Regions from separate parts of the Sus scrofa genome. Here region 2 is linked to region 1. Evidence: chromatin contacts called from public HiChIP or PLAC-seq data. All regions are on one chromosome and are shown on one strand. The core of a region is the stretch at or near the end of the contact, and the rest is flanking DNA. Distances in the headings are between cores, read along the strand shown. Region 1 overlaps CDH13 (cadherin 13, H-cadherin (heart)). Region 2 holds the start of CDH13 (cadherin 13, H-cadherin (heart)).

Evidence for each region. HiChIP or PLAC-seq counts read pairs in DNA pulled down with a chosen protein or histone mark.
Region 2: an H3K27ac HiChIP or PLAC-seq map of skeletal muscle shows a contact between it and region 1, with 10 times the contacts expected there. The contact joins the promoter of CDH13 here to the enhancer-like site in region 1. A contact is called at or near these places in 7 of 47 Hi-C or Micro-C datasets (embryonic fibroblasts, fetal heart ventricle, heart right ventricle and 2 more) and 1 of 2 datasets of contacts at active chromatin or transcription factors (skeletal muscle).

Annotation. Positions count from the first base shown.
Region 1 is chr6:5,297,512-5,300,305 of Sscrofa11.1, reverse strand. The region is part of intron 4 of CDH13 (cadherin 13, H-cadherin (heart)); the gene reads left to right. Among named protein-coding and RNA genes, the nearest start is that of HSBP1, 500 kb to the right of the region's middle. Within about 2 kb of position 1,430, at least 4 of the 83 cell types and tissues checked have an H3K27ac peak or open chromatin away from gene starts, as enhancers often do. A contact at or near this core is called in skeletal muscle, where this site is marked.
Region 2 is chr6:5,830,838-5,833,631 of Sscrofa11.1, reverse strand. CDH13 (cadherin 13, H-cadherin (heart)) reads left to right here and starts at 1,444. Exons shown (of 14, transcript NM_001109945.1): 1 at 1,444-1,488. The coding sequence starts at 1,444.

The DNA of each region.
Region 1 (2,794 bases), core at 181-2,680:
TGCCCCTTCCTACAGTGGAACCGTAGAGCATACGTTCTGCCTTAGTGCAGAAAGAATTCAGGGAGACACAGAGTGACAGGTGAGGGGTTTATTCACATAGGATGCCTGTGAGAGATGCAGGCAGGTGGGCAAGAGAGTGCCGAGGCCCGAGGACTCCGTGGGTTACGGTTTTACAAACAAAGCCAAAGCGAGGAGGGGGAGAAGATCACCTTCGCCCTGGCTCTGGAGTAGAGGTCACATTTCCATCATCAGCTCCTCCTCCGTGTTGGTTGGGGGATCTTTCTGGTCCCCACCTGGTCAGACTGGGACTGTCACGATGCAGTGGAAATAAGCAAAAAGGCACCAACGTGTCTTCAAATACGGCGAATCATGTCAGGTTTCAGTACAATGTCACCTTTTCCTGTATTTTTTTGTAGCTAGTGTGCACAGAGAAGTGTGTCCTAGGAAGCTACATGGGTCTCCTGTTACCATTGTTTTATTGTTTGGGGGCATGTCTCAGGCTTCTCTTGCATGCTTTTGTTGCGAAGCAAGCCTGCTTGGTTTTGTTGTTGGTAAGCCTGCTTTCCTGAGTGGTCATTAACTTAAAGGGGTCTCCCATACTTTTTTCCCTTATTACATTTGCCTAGTGGGATGAGCTATTTAATCACCTGCTTTGGACCTTGACTCTGACTCTATCAACAGTAATCTTTTTCCAAGAGCAGTTCTCTCTTCAAACCAGAGACATTTGTGAGGTTTATTTTTTAAAAGAAAATATATTCCCTTAGGGATTTTTTGTTTTGTTTTGTTTTTTGTGGTTTTTTTCTTTTTTTTGCTTTTGCTTTTTTAGGGCCACACCCTTGGCTTATGGAGGTTCCCAGGCTAGGGGTTGAATCAGAGCTACAGCTGCTGCACACCTACAACAATTCGGGATCTGAGCCACATCTGCGGCAACGCCAGATCCTTAACCCCCTGAACAAGGCCAGGGATTGAACCCGCAACCTCATGGTTCCTAGTCAGGTTCATTTCCGCTGCACCACAATGGGAACTCCAGAAAGGGGTTTTTTAATATTATGGCTAAGATGTTTTTTGCTGCCTAGAGGTGTCAGGCTTGGCCATTACCAACAACGTCCTGATGCTGTTGTGATTATTACTCTTACCTTGGTACTGTAACCATCAGCTCTGATTTACTGAGCCCCTTCCGCCTGCCAGGAAGTCTCCTTGGCACACAGGATCTCATCACATTCTCAACAGCTCTGGGAAATAAATGTCATTATCCTTTTATTATCGATGAGGAAATCGAGAGCTGGAGAGGCGAAGAATCGTGTTCAAGGTCACAGGGTGGATCGCTGGCCAAGCTAGGATTGGGACACATGTTTGTCTAGACAGTGGAACTCCTCGTTAAACAGATATTGGCCTCGGTCCCTGCTGTACACCAGGCACTTTGCCAGGCACTGGGATCCAGGGGCGAGTCTGACATGCTGAGACTGTTGACCTCGTGGAGCTTCCAAGCTGTGGGGATAATGTCAGTTGGATTAAATCAAGTCAAGCAGTGACTAAAAATTCTTTTCATCAGAAGGTGTCACATATCTTATTTTTAGTCTTGCTTCAAGATGGTATTTTCTCCTAATTTAAAAAATGCAAACAGAGGTAATTGGTGTTTCATCAAAATTCTCAGTGTATTTTAATAAAGAATATTTTAAATCAGGGAAAACTATACTGCCATATGGAATTGTGTCATGATCTTTTTCCACTCACTGGTCCTGGCAGAGGAAATCTTGGCAGGAAGATCATGCTGCCTTAGGCGCCACTGCCACTTGGTGGCCTGCATCAGAATTGCAGGCATGGTGGCCTCAGAAATGCTCCTCCCCCACCCCTACCCCCACCCACTTTCTAATTCCACTAGAAGGTATTTTTATCCTGGCTACCTAATCCTCCAGGCCCAGTTGACTGTATTCCAATAGGTGCCTGTTTACTTATAAACTGATTGCAGCCAGATCAGTATCAGCTTTCTTTCATCTGTGTTTCTGAATGTCTGTTGTGTTTGTGACTTTTTTATTGTTATAATCAAATGAATGTTTGCAGGTATCAATGAGAAAGTGTTCTTAAATATACGTGAATACTTGGTTAAACTCTAGAACTAACCTATGCAAATAATAATTTTTTTCATTAGTTGGACACTTTCAAATGACATAAAAACAAAATAAAATGTGACATCTAATTACCTCTTAACCTCATCTCTACTCCAGCCATTCTGGAATTTCCTTGTCTCTCTCACCTGCCTGCTGCCTGTCTGTGCTGTTCCATCTACCTGGAAGTGCCTTCCTGTAGCTTTGCCTTTTGAATGTATTCTTCAAATGTCAAATCAAGGCTGACTACCTATAGGGAATTACCTTAACGTAAATTCAGAAATGAAAGTGTTGGGTAGCAGTGTCTCTAGAGAGACGGAAGGTGGATTCTGAATGCCATCTTCATCTCTTTAACAACTGTGACCATGGCAAGCTTGCTTCATCTCTCTGAGTCTCAGTGATTTCATTCATTAAGTGCAGATAATAGTGTTCCCTCCTCCCACCCCCGCATTGTTGTCTGAGTTTTTTTTTTTAACGTGTGTAAAGTGCATCCTCAACACCGTGTACCTGGTACAAGCAGTGGGGCAAGTGCCACTGCTGACATTTGGATTCATACAAAGACCTCGAATCTTGATGAATGCCTGCCCAGTAGAGAAGTGTCAAAGGTTTTGCGTTGCCTCTTTGATCTTGCTTGCAGAAAAAAAGTCTGTTTCCTGGGAGTTAAAAATAACATAAATGTCCAACTTTAA
Region 2 (2,794 bases), core at 195-2,694, 530 kb before region 1:
GAGAGCGAGCAGTTTACTAGTCAGTAGCAGAGCTGGGGGTTAAGCTCAGGCAATGTGGTTCTAGTATTTTTGCCCCTTCCTGCCCTTTGCTACTTCTTGATTAAGTCTAGACACCTATTTAATACACACTGATGATTGTCTCCATGTTCCAGGCCCTATGCCAGATGCTGCGAGTATACCCCAATCCACTGAATCTCAGCATGGTCAGTGTCTTGCTCTATTGGATGTCACATCATTTATTCCAATATTTAGAAATGGGGAAATTATGTCTGAAGATATTTGTGTACTAATTTCTACAAGACTATGTAATTTACCTGTTTATCTTATTGCTTTGGCCACCAGGAAGCTCAGATCCAGATAAGAGCAAATATATTAGAGTTTGGGTTTAACATTTCAGTTTTCTGAATTTTTCCTCCTTGCCCAGATTTTTTATTTTGATTGTATAAATTCTACTGAAAATTGGCCTTTATTACAAAACACCTGAAATCTTTTTTTCAAAGGAGGATACATGGAAATGATCAACTAAGATCTTTACTGCATGTTCTTAAACTCCCACTTACCCTCACTCCCATAGCTCCCCACTTACAAAATCCCTTGAGCAGTGGCTACTACTGTTCCCAGTCCCTGAAGGTAGCTAGAAGCCTCTAAAATACAGACAGAAAAAAATAGTTTCCTCAAATCATGGCCTCAACTTTGGTGCCAGATGCACATTTGTAGAGTAGGCAGCCAGTTAGATTCTCACCTGGGCAGTTAATAAAATCTATTGCTCCGTGATGGACTTTTTTTCTGCAAGCTAGAATTGATCTGTTGTCTTCGTGATTTGTGAGATGGCAGGGAAACACCAAACACCATCATGATTTGAGCCACAGTGGAAAAGAAAAAAAAAGAAAAAGAAAAAAAAGAAAAGAAAGAAAGAAAAAGAAAAGAAAAAATCACTGCCAAGTCTTTCCAGGCATAGAATGGGCTGGAACTGCTAGGGTCATTTTATTTGATTTATTGGAAATAAAGTGGATCTTATTAACATTTTAATAAAGAGAATCTTTTGCACTGTGCTGGAAGTGGCCACCAGTCCCCCATGCAATTCCGTTCTTTGGAAAAGTGGCATCGGCCGGCTTTGCCCAGAGTGATTTGTGGGGCTGGGCCCCAACAGTCCAAAAAACCAAACTGGCTTCCTCCTCGGAGGGGCTCGCTCTCTGCGAGGTGCTCGCCCGTATCTGCCATGCAAAATGAGGGAGCTTTATGAAGGAATCCGTCTTGTAAAGCCATTGGTCCTGGTCATCAGCCTCTACCCAATGCTTTCGTGATGCTGCCGCTGATCTATTTGGGAAGTTGGCTGGCTGGCGAGGCAGAGCCTCTCCTCAAAGCCTGGCTCCCACGGAAAATATGCTCAGTGCAGCCGCGTGCATGAATGAAAACGCCGCCGGGCGCTTCTAGTCGGGCAAAATGCAGCCGAGAACTCCGCTCGTCCTGTGCGTTCTCCTGTCCCAGGTAGGGAAGAGGGGCTGCTGGGCGCGCCCCGCGCCCCGTTTCTGCATTCCGATCGCCTGGTGCCGGCTGGGCAAGAGGGCTTTCGGGGGTCGGGGGACTCCAGGCGCGGCGGCAAAGACAGCTCGGGCTCAGAAGAGAGGTCATTCTCAGCCCCTGACATCCTGGCGGAGGGGGTGGTAGTGGTGGTGGGGTGTTGCGGTGTGCTGGTTTCCCACCCGGCTTTCCTGTGTGTGTGTCTGTGTGTGTGTGTGTGTGTGTGTGTGTGTGTGTACTGTATACGTACGTTCGGGGGGAGGAGGAGAGAGCTCGGAGTCCTTTTTTTCGCAGGCAGAGGCGACATTCTCGCCTGCATCAAGTGGGGTAACTTTGATTCACCTCCTCCTCCAGAGGCTCATGCACTGGAGAAAGACTCAGTTGGAGGTGACTCCGAGGAGTCATGGTTTCCTCCAACCCAGTGCCTAGCAGGGGGAGCGCAGCTGCGGTCCGGATTGCGGGCTGCTGGGCTGGAGAGGCTGGCCTGGCATCGCCGACTTCCCGGGGCACCCGGGCCCCCTCGCCCAGCCCAGCGGCGCGCTGGAAGGCGCCTCCGGCCAGCCGAGCAAGCAGAGCGCCGCAGCCCGGCTGCCGCTGTCGCTCAAAGCCGCCCGTCTCGCCCGCATTGGGGTCCATTCCCTCCTTGATCTCGGGCCGGTAAGGGCCTGAGTGTGAGCCCCTCACCCCCGGCGGGGCACAGACCCCAGCCCCCTGCGCCTCCTTTGTCTAGCTCGCTAGAGCTCTGCTTCAGAGCCCAGACTGCCGCTTCTGCTGTGTTCCGGGGCAGGCGAGTGCCGAGCATGGAGAAAAGTTCAAGCCTTGCCCACCCTGGCTGCAGCTGCTTGTTAACCCTCGGAGCTCTGAGGCTTGAGGGAGGGGCCCGCGACCCGGAGAGTGGGCCAGGGAGACGTGGTCCTCCAGCAACCACCTCTGAGATCTCAGGAAGTTTGTGCTCTGGAAAGCAGTACCCTGAGGAGGCCAGGCTGGAGGTGCTGGCTGGTGGCTGAGGGGCAGGCTCAGCCCAGCAGAGGGGCCTGTGGTTGCTGTGACCCGGTCCCCCTGGCCCTCCTGGCAGCCTATGGGATTTGGCATGAGCTAGCAGCCTACAAGTGGGTGGGTGAGATCAAGTCAGGGCCAGGCAGAGAGGAGAGAAGGAGACAGGGAGTGCCTTAGGGTGCTGGGAATGGGTGTTGAGTTCCTGCCAGGACTCCAGGGTGCCAGGGGAGGAGGCACATGTGTGAGTGTGTGGGTGGGGTGAGAGGGAGGGTGAAAC